Regions from separate parts of the Hordeum vulgare genome. Here region 2 is linked to region 1. Evidence: chromatin contacts called from public Hi-C data. All regions are on one chromosome and are shown on one strand. The core of a region is the stretch at or near the end of the contact, and the rest is flanking DNA. Distances in the headings are between cores, read along the strand shown. Region 1 has its middle 140 kb from the start of LOC123429112. Region 2 holds the start of LOC123429112 (F-box/kelch-repeat protein At1g55270-like).

Region 1 (6,036 bases), core at 927-3,426:
GAACACACAACCAAGTTCGTATCGCATGTTTGCATGGTAGCAATTGATAAATTGGACGTGTATCATTAGGCCATATGCAATTAGGAATGTTTGTCCGTCACACGCAAAGCTTTGCTGGCCTTTTTATATCCATGTATGTATATATATATATATTGTTATGAATAAACATGTGCCCATTTATATCTAAAAGTGATTGAGATTATTCTGTCATCTAGAGTGATTTAAAAAAAGTTTTCCAGTTTGCTTTTCGATGAACTAAAATGGCATCTATTTAGAAGGCTTACTAATAACTATATAAAAAATGAACTTGTGGACTTAACATCAGCAAAACCTGTACCATTTTTTTATTCGGAAGAAGAAAAGAAATGGAATGCTTACTTTGATAAAAACTGCATGCATGACTATTAATTCTTTATTTCTTGTTCAAGCCTTTTCTAAATATAAAATGAGTTTTTTCCTAAGTGTTGTTACTGCAAGGCAGAAATTTTTGGATGCATAACACATATAAAAAAATCTATGACAAAAGATCGAGAGTTATAACGAGAATTCAGATGGAGAACTAGAACCCAAGTTAACAAATGTGATTGTTAAGAGGGTGAAAGAGTAGTTTCTGATGACCATCAGAAAGTTACACACACGCGCTAAAAGTGTTCTGGCTTTGTATATACTTGGTGAAAGTCTAGAAGTGGCGTACTCAAAATTTATTTGTCTGACGAGGAGTCTAAAAGTAAATGGAAGTGTAATCTCCCGAACCCCAGGTTCCACTAGATATGTACTAAACCAAACCGATTCTTCAACATAACCAAAAGCTCAAGTAGCAGTCATGCGATACTGGGCATATCTGTCAGCTGTGTGGTGTAATCACTACCAGGCCAGCACGTAATGAATATGTATCAATTGCTTTTCCAAATGCTTTGGTAAATCGACCAGGGCATGTTGTGTTGCAATGAACCAGTATCGTGATCCTCATACAGAAAGAAAGAAAACGGATTCTTGGCATAACAATAGTGCAAGAAAACAATCAAGAGGGCCAACGGGGAGAAGATGTGTGAATATACCTTACCGGCAATGATGAGACAACAGTCGTCCTTGGTGTTGTGCTTGGACAGCTCCTCCAGGGTCAGCGCATCCTCTTGATCTCCCTCCCTAAAAACAAAAACATGTTAAGCCATCAGCACCTAGTAGTAGTATGGAGGCCAAGCAACTCGGAAGTATGGACAACCAACACTTGTACAGTTTTATTCACATTAGTTATTCATAGAATGTGATGCAAGTGTTTATGGAAATTATAAGAACCGGGAAGGTATATACTAGCAACCTGTAGATCAAATAATAAGTGTGACAGAACTGAAACTTTTGCATAAACATGGAAAAACATTGTTTTACAACAATTTCTAAGGGACGTCTAGGATCAGTGGTTCCAAGTTACATTTTGCTTACATCTTAGATTCAAAATAGAACATCAAATTTATGCAGCAAGGAATGTAGAGGAACATAAAAATAAGTGTTAAATGGATCTATGCAGCAAGAAAATTTGCGAGAAAGGGAGGACAGAGGTACCTCGATGGAGGAGGGGAGTAAAAGTAGGACGAGAAGATTTCCATGCACTCGGCGATGGGTGGGGAATATCTGGACGGGATGCTTCACAGGCGAGGCATATCTAAATCCACTGGGCAGACGGGAAGAGGGACTCCTGATCAGGCGGGTTGTGGCGGCAACATTGAAGGAGAAACCCTAGCAGTCGATGGTGCTGCGTCTTACTGGACCTCAAAGGGAGAGGGCATGTGGTGAACAAGAGAGGGATAAATGTGACGAGCGGGAGTGGAGGTACTTACCTGAGTCGCCGGAGCCACGCCGGCTATGCGGCGGCCAAAACCCTAGCCACGAAAGACGGTCGCCCATGGCCGTTAGAAGACGCGTACGTCGGATTTGGCTGGAGAGGAGTGAGGAGCAGAACAAGGGGATCATGGATTCACGATGGTATCCGTTGGTAGATCTGGAAGAACGAAATCGACCGGATCAGGGAGCGTTCGCATGGAGAGGGAGAGGATAGCAGCAGTGACGAGCATGAGGTGAGGTAGGCAGCCGAGGCGATGCATCACACAGAGGCAGTGGTTGGAGGAGACGACAGGTAGTGGTGGCGGCGATGAGGATGCGATAGAGGAGATGACTGGGCCTCGTGGCGGCGGAGGTGAGGATAGGGGAGACGACCTGGTGTTTGTTCGGCTGCTACGTTATGCTGTGGGGTTATATCAGACTTCTTTTTTACTTGGTATGTGCCGGTGGGATAAAAAATAAAGAAAAACATGAGGGAGCTCATGGCGGGAATTGAAATCCAGATTGCTCGCCCACTCAGAGTGATAACAAAATTATACTAGTAAATCTTGCTACAACACCCAGAGTTATTAAAACTACAAAAATCCAACTTTTGGTAATTTTCACAAGCATATGCATATAGAGAGTGAAACTTCAATAATATTTATGTATTTTGATAATACAATTACTCAAATCAATTTTATTTTATACTAATATTTAATCTACTCGAAAATATGTTATGTTGATTGAATTTCAATACCAACAATACAATGTTACGATCACAAAGTAACAATGAGTCACATCTTGTCTATTAACAATGAGTCACACCTTGATTATAACAAAATTACTCAAATCAATTTTATTTTATACTAATATTTAATCTATTTGTAAATATATAATGTTCAAATGATATCATATTTTCAAAAGGGTGCATCTTGGAATGTAAAACAATGTTGTCTAAGAAAGTTTTTAATTTTTTTTGGACAAAAAATTCATTTTCCATTTTTCGAGTGGTCAAAATGAGTTTTTTGTGAAGGATGTACCATATATTTGTTGAAAAATTGGATCGAATAAATTTTATAAAATACTAGGACATATTTAATGTACAATTCGCCAAATTGTTGGGTGTGAAAAGATTTGAACCACCTCTCGTGAAAAAGATAAATTTATGTCGATTCAGCTAGAAGCGGGTCAAATTTGAACTGTAGTAGCATCATAGTTTGCTCTTTATTTTTTCCAAAAAAAAATTTAGGTACACAAATATCTATTTCATCATATAAACAAGATAATTTTCACAATATTACACCCCTAGATAAGAATTGTCATACCCGCAAACTTGGCTGCATTTTGAAACCGGCATAAAAAATTCAAAAAAATCAGAAAAATTGAAAACCTTCGCATTGTCTCATTATATGTGACCCAGTATCCAAAAAAATAACAATATTGGACTAAAATAATTGTCTTAAAAAGTGTTCTCAGAAATGAGCTATCATGTATGAAGATCCTTGACTTTCAAGGCAAATGACCACTCTTATGGCAACATTCATGCCATAGTTTGTTCAAATGATATAATATATTGCAAAATGGTGCATCTTGGAATGGAAAACAATGTTGCCTAAGAAATATTTCATTTTCTTTGGACGAAAATATCATTTTCCATTTTTCTAGTGGCCAAAATGAGTTTTTGTGAATGACCTACCATATATTTGTTGAAAAATGAAACCAATTAAATTTTGTAAAATAGTAGGACATATTTAATGTATAATTGACCAAATGGTTGGGTGTCAAAATATTTGAACCACCTCTCGTGAAAAAGACAAATTCCACTGATTCCGTTGGAAGAGGATCAAATTTGAACTACAGCTCACTCATAGTTTGCTCTTAATTTTTTTTTAAATCATTTTAGCTACACAAGTATCCATTTCCTCATATATACATGGTGTGGTGGAGAGACGTCGTGGTTTGTAAGGTGGTCGAGGGCCCCAACTCCAGAGCGCGCAGACTAGCATGCCAACCGCGTGGTCATCGCATGACCGTTGCATTGCCACACATTCTAGGTGACCTAGGCATGTCTAGTGGGTTGTTCACTCCCTCGATAGGTGTTAGGAAGAATAATATAACAGAATAATCTCACGAGGAGACTGAACTAAGCTCAACAATGAATTATCAGCCAAGTGTTTGATTAGTGGGGGGGAATGCACATGGTCAATGGCCCTAATTTTTGGATGAGGATGATGATATACTAAGTAGACTGTCTTGGCAAATTTTCAACTCAAATGGAGGAGCCTAGGTGGCACTTCCTTTGCAAAGTACCACATTGGACAGAAATATGGAACTTGAAGCTGGGCTCAAGTAAATTAATGCATTGAGGTGAAATTTGGTGGAAGATAGTAATTTGGGCATAGGAAAGCACTGTAAACATTTGATACCATTTAGACATGCTAAAGTGGTACTTACTTCACAATGCTCTTCTATATACAGAAACTTGAAAAACTTATTTAGAGCAATTGGCTAAATGAAATGAGCTGAAATTTAGTGGATCATATATGTAGAAACATTCCCTCGTAAAGTTTCAAAAATAATTAAGCAATATAAAGTATAGTTGCTTCACAAACAGAAAATATGATCAAAATAAAAGTTTGTATGATGAGCTCACATGGATTACTAGATAAAGCTCAAATTTTGTGGAGATTGATTAATTGAGTATATGAAAGATTTGAAAAAATCTAAGATCATTTAAATAATCCTAGATAGTACTTCCTTCACAAAGTTTCTATGTGGATAGAAACTTTGAAAATTTGGTGAGGAAGATTTACTAGGCAAATGAAGCTGAATACTGTCATGTGGCAATGATTTCGATATGTAAGAGTGCCCACAAAGTTTGAGGACAATAAGAGGGGTCTAGATAGCACCTGCTTTGCAACATGCCAATTTGGCTAGAGAATAGAAGTTGAAGCTCGGCTCACATAGGTAATTGGATTGATCTGCAATTTTGATGAGGATGATAAGTTAGGCATATGAAAGCACTATAAAAATTGCATACCATTTTGATAAATAAAAATGGTACTTCCTTCACAATGCTCTCCACTGAACTTAAAAATTGTGACAAATATTGAGGGAAATAGGATACATTTAAATGAGTTAAAATTGGTCGAGGGAAGTCCTATGGGCAGTGGCATGCCGTGGTAAATTTTCAGCAATTATAAAGCAATATAAAATATAGTTGCTTCACAAACTAAAAATATTACCAGAAACAAAGATTAGATTGTGAGCTTAGATGGATTGTTAGATGGGGACCAAATTTTGTGGAGTTCTATGGTTTGGGCAGATAGAATGTGTGGCAAAAATTCAGCTCATTAGGAGATGCCTAGCTAATACTTCCTTCACAAAGCTTCTAACTGAACATAAACTTTGGAAATTTGCTGAGGACGATTTAATAGGCAAATAGAGCTAAAACTTTTCACAAGGCAATGATTTGGGTAGGAAAGAATGCCCAAACATATTGAGGGCAATCAAGAAAATATAAATTCTGACCTGCCAACGTACTTATACTTTGTGGCCTTGTCGACAGCTATACAAGACATGTAGGCGAAATTGTCAAGTTGTCTGCCCAGTCACCTTTATTTAAGCCTATGACCTTATTAAGTTTGTCATGGAGGACCTACAATACGGGCACAAATAGACCCACACATGTTAGTGACCATTTTGTGCAATGGGATTATGACCTTCTTGATAGAGATGGTCAAAATTTTCTAGGGTTTGGACCCTCTTAGACACCTCATGGTCTTTTTGTAAATTTTAGTCATAGATCTATGACCAATTCAACCGCCGTAATTATTTTTTGTTATAAACAATCTTATTTCTTGTACGACGTACCTTCTACTCTATGTCGACGACATTGTGCTCACCGCATCCACGATGGCTCTCCTGCGGGAGCTTCAGTAGCTACTGTTTGCGAAGTTCTCAACGAAGGACCTCACTCCTTTCCACTACTTCATCGGCATCACCATCAGCCGGACGACCGAAGGGTTCTTCCTCTTGCAACGCAAGTATGCCAAGGAGCTGCTGGAGCACGCCAACATGACGGACTCCAAGACGGTGTCCACGCCGGTCGACACCCACTCCAAGCTCTCTTCTACGAACGGTACTCCGGTCCCCGACGCCTTCGAGTATCACAGTTTGGCGGGCGCGCTTCAGTACATGACCATGACACGACCCGGT
Region 2 (6,310 bases), core at 2,139-4,638, 140 kb after region 1:
TGGACCCCCGGGACCCTTCCGATGGTCCCGGTACATTATCAGTGACACCCGAAACACTTCCGACGATCAAATCCTCCCTTCCTATATATGAATCTTTACCTCCGGACCATTCCGACACTCCACGTGAGTCCGGGATCTCATCCGGGACTCCGAACAACCTTCGGTAACCACGTACACTATTCCCATATAACCCTAGCGTCATCGAACCTTAAGTGTGTAGACCCTACGTGTTCGGGAACCATGCATACATGACTGAGACACCTCTCCGGTCAATAACCAACAACGGGGTCTGGATATCCATGTTGGCTCCCACATGTTCCACGATGATCTCATCGGATGAACCACGATGACGGGGATTCGATCAATCCCGTATGGAATTCCCTTTGTCTACCGGTATGATACTTGCCCGAGATTCGATCGTCGGTATCCCTATACCTTGTTCAATCTCGTTACCGGCAAGTCTCTTTACTCGTTCCGTAACACATCATCCCGTGGCTAACTCCTTAGTCACATTGAGCTCAGTATGATGATGGATTACCGAGTGGGCCCAGAGATGCCTCTCCGTCACACAGTGACAAATCCGAGTCTCGATTCGTACAACCCAACACGCACTTTCGGAAATACCTGTAGTGCACCTTTATAATCACCTAGTTATGTTGTGACGTTTGATACACCCAAAGCACTCCTACGGTATCTGGGAGTTGCACAATCTCATGGTCTAAGGAAATGATACTTGACATCACAAAAGCTTTAGCAGACGAACAACACGATCTAGTGCTATGCTTAGGATTGGGTCTAGTCCATCACATCATTCCCCAATGATGTGATCCCATTATCAATGACATCCAATGTCCATGATCAGGAAACCATGATCGTCTATTGATCAACGAGCTAGCCAACTAGAGGCTCACTAGGGACACATTGTGATCTATATATTTACACATGTATTATGGTTTACGGTTAATACAATTATAGCATGAATAATAGATAATTATCACGAACAAGGAAATATAATAATAACCAATTTATTATTGCCTCTAGGGCATATTTCCAACGACATCGACCGCTCCTCCATCCCACAATGCGTGCAACTCCTATAGCTCATGCCTCGCTGCTCCATGATCCGCGTCTGATCCAAGACGAGGGAGGTGGAGTGGAGACGACAGTGGCCGACGAGGGAGGAAGGAAGAGATGCAGGAGGATGGGGAGGGAGGGGCCAAGCGGTTGTGGAGAGCGTGGAGAAAGGGGTGCATTGGTTGCTCGTTGTGGAACGAAACGAGCAAGGACGGGATTGGGTGCGGCGCACGCGGAGCGGAGCGGATTGGCAAATTATTTGCACGCTTGCTCGGCTCACCCAGCCAATGCAAGCACGAGACGAGCCCATCGGTCGTTGGCTAGGAAAAACAACCGTAGGGTGAAATTGATTTAACTGCAAGATGAAGATCCAATGACCCGAATGAGCCAGGGCACTGGATCGGACGGTTCGTAACAATTGCGCACGAGGGAGCTCTAGACGATCGAGTTAGCTAGGAACCTTATTGGTTTAAATTGTAAGCAAGGTGGAGGGGTTTTTGTGTAAGTCCGGAGAGCAACCACGCAGGACTCAGAACCCCTAGCTCACTAAAATCCTCCTACCGACTTCCAATCCACCCTACTCCCCCTTACTTCCTCCTCCTTCGACGTTGTCGTTGTACCTATCCGGTCACCACATAGGCATTACCGTACATCCGTAACCAGCATTGACGTGCCCGCTCGCCTTTTGCACCCGCCAGTTGTTCGGTCAAATGTTATTGACGTTATTTTTCAATGACATATCGGTTTTTTAGACTTCGAAGAATGGCGGGTTACTCGATAAGAGAGTATTAGTTGTTGTGCAATGTTTGGTTGGCCATATTCCCAGAGTTCATAGACTGGATGAGAAGGAGGATCTTATGGCAGCGCATGCATGATTCGATTCACACACGAAAGCACATTGCGTCCTATGACATGCACATCATTCAACGATGCAATATGAAGTAATTATCATATCGATGATACGCCATCGGACCACACTCACCAAGTGTGTTGACGGGGTTACTCGGCTGTAGGCAAGGTGGCCATTGCGCGCGATAGTAGAGGAGAGCGCAAGTTTTGTGTCTTCTTACTCAACCTGTTGACTAAATCATTCATTCACTCACTGTTGCTCTACACATTGTGTAGGCCGTATGTGCTGTCGTGATGTACCACATGATTGAGGGACAATAATTTAGCGTACATACACTAGTTGATGAAACTAAAGGGATAATATGTGTAGGACGACATGAGCCGTTCATGAAAAACTTGTTGAACATCCGATTAATCTTGTTGAATTTCAACTATTGTTGTGCTAGACTTATTTGCTGCTATCTATGGATGATTTGTATTATTTTCTATCCAAATTTTGATGTATTTCGTCGGATTTTGATGAATTCATCTGTTTGTCTAAAGCTGACTTGAAATGTATGGAGGTAGCGATGGATCTCCTTTCGTGTTCGTGTCAAGAGACTAGTCTATAGAGAGCAAACTGATGCATGAAGAAATTTGCACCTCAACGTTGGAGATGCCCTTAGAGCACATCCAAATGTGAATATGACTTCTCGATGACCAGTCTCCATAAAGCCTTTTATTTTAAAAAGTTCAAAATTCAAAATTTCCGATTTAAAAAGTCCAAAAAATATGCAAGTATACACAGAAGTCTACAAATCATGATGAAATTTCTTAAAATGTATCTGTACAAAAAATACAAATTTTTGAGCTTCAAAGATGAATAGTCTCATGTGTTGAAAAGTTCAGATTTATCTTTTTACGTCATCCTCATTTCAATGTTTTCCTTTTAAAAATTTAGAGTTATGTACATTACGCCTATATATAATATTGTAAATATTTTGAAATGTTAAAAATATGAATGAATTATGTAAAAGAAGGCCTGCATGGAGTTCGGTCCTCAGAAGCAATTTTCGTCTAGATGTGTCGTATGCTACTCCCTCTGTCTCGGTGTATTAGACATTTTAGAAGGTGCACTGCAACCTAGGCACGCATAGATTAGGTAGGAGAAGAAAATTAAATTACAGAGGAAGCCAATCACACCATTCCTTTCTCAACTGAAAACGTGCTATTAATTAGAATACCTTTTAAAATTCAAAAAGTGTGCCGCATAAATTGCATGCATTGATCCTTCAATTAATAGATGTGGTCTAATTAATATACATGCAACTAGTACTACTCTAGTAATGTACCTTAGTGTTTTGGGATTATTTAATTTTCGTAAGATGACTAATGCATCGGAGGAAGTAAGTACGTACTGTATGTCATTGATTTTACACGAAAATTTTCTTTGTAAGTACGAATCCGTGTAAGGACTTAGATGTGTCATTTTCTTTTCTTTTTGGGTCTAACCAGAAGCAGCTGACGGGCTCCTGGTCTATGTGTTCCCCACTCCCGGCGACCGCGAGCCTCTCGTCCACCCCCGACACCGAGCCGAAAGCCGCGTGGATTCGTCCGCCCGACATGGATTCAGCCTCCAGAGCTGCCCCGCCGCCGGTCGGCGCTGGGGTCCGCGTCCGCGCGCCGCTGGTGAGGCGCCGCCTTCTCTTATACGTTTTGTTCCTCGCTCGAAGCGCGCGTTTTGATGTCAAATTTACCCGGGGAATGGTGGGTTTTTTCTTGTGCTGAAGTTGCACTTTGGGTGCAGTGACGAGGTGTTTTAGCTCAGGGATGGATGTTTGTGTTTCATACTGCAAACTGGGGTATTTTTCTGCTGATTCGGTTGTGGCTGCGGGGGCGTGGATCTGTGCTTTGGGCTTTGGACTGCGAGGTCATGTGTGGTTTTACATCATAATAGAGCTATGTGATTCCGTGGAAACAATAAGGCCCCTTTTTATATACAGGAACTCGAACATAGGAATAGGAAAAACACAGAAATTAAGATGTACAGGAATCTAAAACACAGGAATAGTCCAACACTGCCATTGGGATATCACAAATGGAAAAAAACAGAGAATTCTAGACATAAGGAGGAGAAACATGAGGTAAGACCCCATGTTTGTTTTCCTCCAAAATTCCCATGGATTGCCTCATTCCATACGAATTTCGAGGAACCTTGGTGACCATTCTTTGTTCCAAACGGCATCTTCTGATTTTTTTCTCCTTTTTTTTGGCAAACATGAGCCCTGTTGGCAAATCTCAACACTCTCTACTGCTAATTCTCGCGCTCGACAGAGGAAGACGAAGAACAGAGAGTTTGTGCTGCTGAAAACTTGCAGCTTTTCTGTTGCTTTATTCCCGAGTTTATATCTGATACTCCAAAGGAAACGGGCTCATGGCCCCCTAACTATGAGCCACCACCGATCGTGGTGCTCGTGCCATCCCACAAGCGATCAGGGGGGGCGTCGGACTCGCTCCTGACGCTAACAAACTCGAGCTAATCTTGTTGACAGACTCCACCTGAACCTACTGACGAAAACTGAATAAATCGACACTAGTTTGCACTGACGAAACTGAACTACTGCACTATTGCAGACAAGGTTTATTCAACAATCACCCCCTAAAACCTAGTCTGCCTACTTTATTTTCTTCATCCCGATCTTGTCACGTAGCTGATGAAAGCTGATGTGCCCCAAGGGCTTTGTCAGAATGTCAGCCAGTTGATCTTCAGTTCTGATGAAGTCGACAGTCATCTTCTCTTCTTCTACACACTCTCTTATGAAGTGGTAGCGCACATCAATGTGCTTACTCCTGTCATGAAACACCGGGTTCTTGCAGAGAGCTATGGCAGATTTGTTATCCACCAGAAGCAGCGGCACCTGAAGCTTTTCTCCCGTGATCTGCCACCCACACTGCCTAGCAAGCTGCTCTTGTGGCTGCAATGAACTCAGCCTCACACGATGACAGAGCGACCACCTTCTGTTTCTGTGACAGCTAGCTGACAGGGCTATCACCGAGGAAGAAGATCCCTCCCGATGTGCTCTTGCGGTCGTCAATGTCGCCCGCCATGTAACTGTCACTTTACCCGACGAGCCTGGCTCCATTGGCTCGCCGACGGGGAAAGTGACACCCCAGATCACGGGTGCCGGCCACATACTTGATGATGTGCTGAACTGCAGTCAGATGCTCGATCGTAGGAGCTTCCATGAACCGGCTCACGTACCCCACGGCGAAGGTGATGTCGGGCCGGGAATGAGTGAGGTAGCGCAGCGTCCCCATGAGGCTCCTGTACTCCGTTGCGTCAGTGGGAGCCGCCGTGCTTGTTTTGCTCAGCTTCAGACAAGCTTCCATGGGAGTCTCACGTGGGTTGCATCCTGTAAGCCCCGCCTTCTCAATGATCTTCTGGGCGTACGCGCTCTGCGCAATGGTCACACCATCAGCGTCCTGGCGTACCTCAAGGCCCAGGTAGTAGGAGAGCAATCCAAGATCGCTCATCCGAAACTTGGCTTGCATTGCTGTCTTGAAGCTGTTAATCTCCGCGGCGTCTGCGCCGGTGATCACCAGGTCATCCACATACACCCCCAGAAGAAGGAGTTCATGGCCTAACCCGTGTGCATAGACAGCGTGCTCGGAGTTGTAGCGGCGGAAGCCCATGTCGACGAGTGTAGTGTCGAGCTTGGCGTTCCAAGCGCGGGGTGCCTGGTGGAGGCTGTACAGTGCCTTGCTTAACTTCAGTACCTTGTGCTCGCGATCGACGACGACGAAACCCGGAGGCTGTTCGACGTAGACTTCCTCCTTCAGCTCAACCCGCGTGCATAGACAGCGTGCTCGGAGTTGCAGCGGCGGAAGCCCATGTCGATGAGTGTAGTGTCGAGCTTGGCGTTCCAAGCGCGGGGTGCCTGGTGGAGGCCGTACAGTGCCTTGCTTAACTTCAGTACCTTGTGCTCGCGATCGACGGCGACGAAACCCGGAGGCTGTTCGACGTAGACTTCCTCCTTCAGCTCGCCATTGAGGAAAGTCGATTTGACATCCATATGATGTATCGGCCATCCCTCGTGCGCTGCAAGTGCGAGCAGCACGCTCACTGACTCCAGGCGAGCCACTGGAGCAAACACCTCGTCGAAGTCGATTCCAGGCTTCTGCACAAAACCCTTCGCGACGAGGCGAGCTTTGTACTTCACGATCTCTCCGGCTGAGTCCCTTTTAACGCGGAACACCCATTTTACTCCAGTGGCCTTGTGTCCAGCGGGGAGATCGGTGAGCTTCCAAGTGTTGTTTTCTTCGATTGAGTTCACCTCTTCGATCATCGCCTTGCGCCAACTTGGGTCGAGCTCCGCCTCTCTGAAAGTGCTTGGTTCTTCAACAGAGG

Evidence for each region. Hi-C and Micro-C count contacts between places; a contact is called where the count stands out from the background.
Region 2: a contact with region 1 is called in a Hi-C map of leaf, with 2.7 times the contacts expected there. The contact joins the promoter of LOC123429112 here to the enhancer-like site in region 1. A contact is called at or near these places in 2 of 6 Hi-C or Micro-C datasets (leaf and seedling).

Annotation. Positions count from the first base shown.
Region 1 is chr1H:221,038,320-221,044,355 of MorexV3_pseudomolecules_assembly, forward strand. No RefSeq gene overlaps it. Among protein-coding and RNA genes, the nearest start is that of LOC123429112, 140 kb to the right of the region's middle. Within about 2 kb of position 2,177, at least 3 of the 3 cell types and tissues checked have open chromatin away from gene starts, as enhancers often do. A contact at or near this core is called in leaf and seedling, where this site is marked.
Region 2 is chr1H:221,175,317-221,181,626 of MorexV3_pseudomolecules_assembly, forward strand. LOC123429112 (F-box/kelch-repeat protein At1g55270-like) reads left to right here and starts at 3,389. Exons shown (of 2, transcript XM_045113181.1): 1 at 3,389-3,591. The coding sequence starts at 3,442.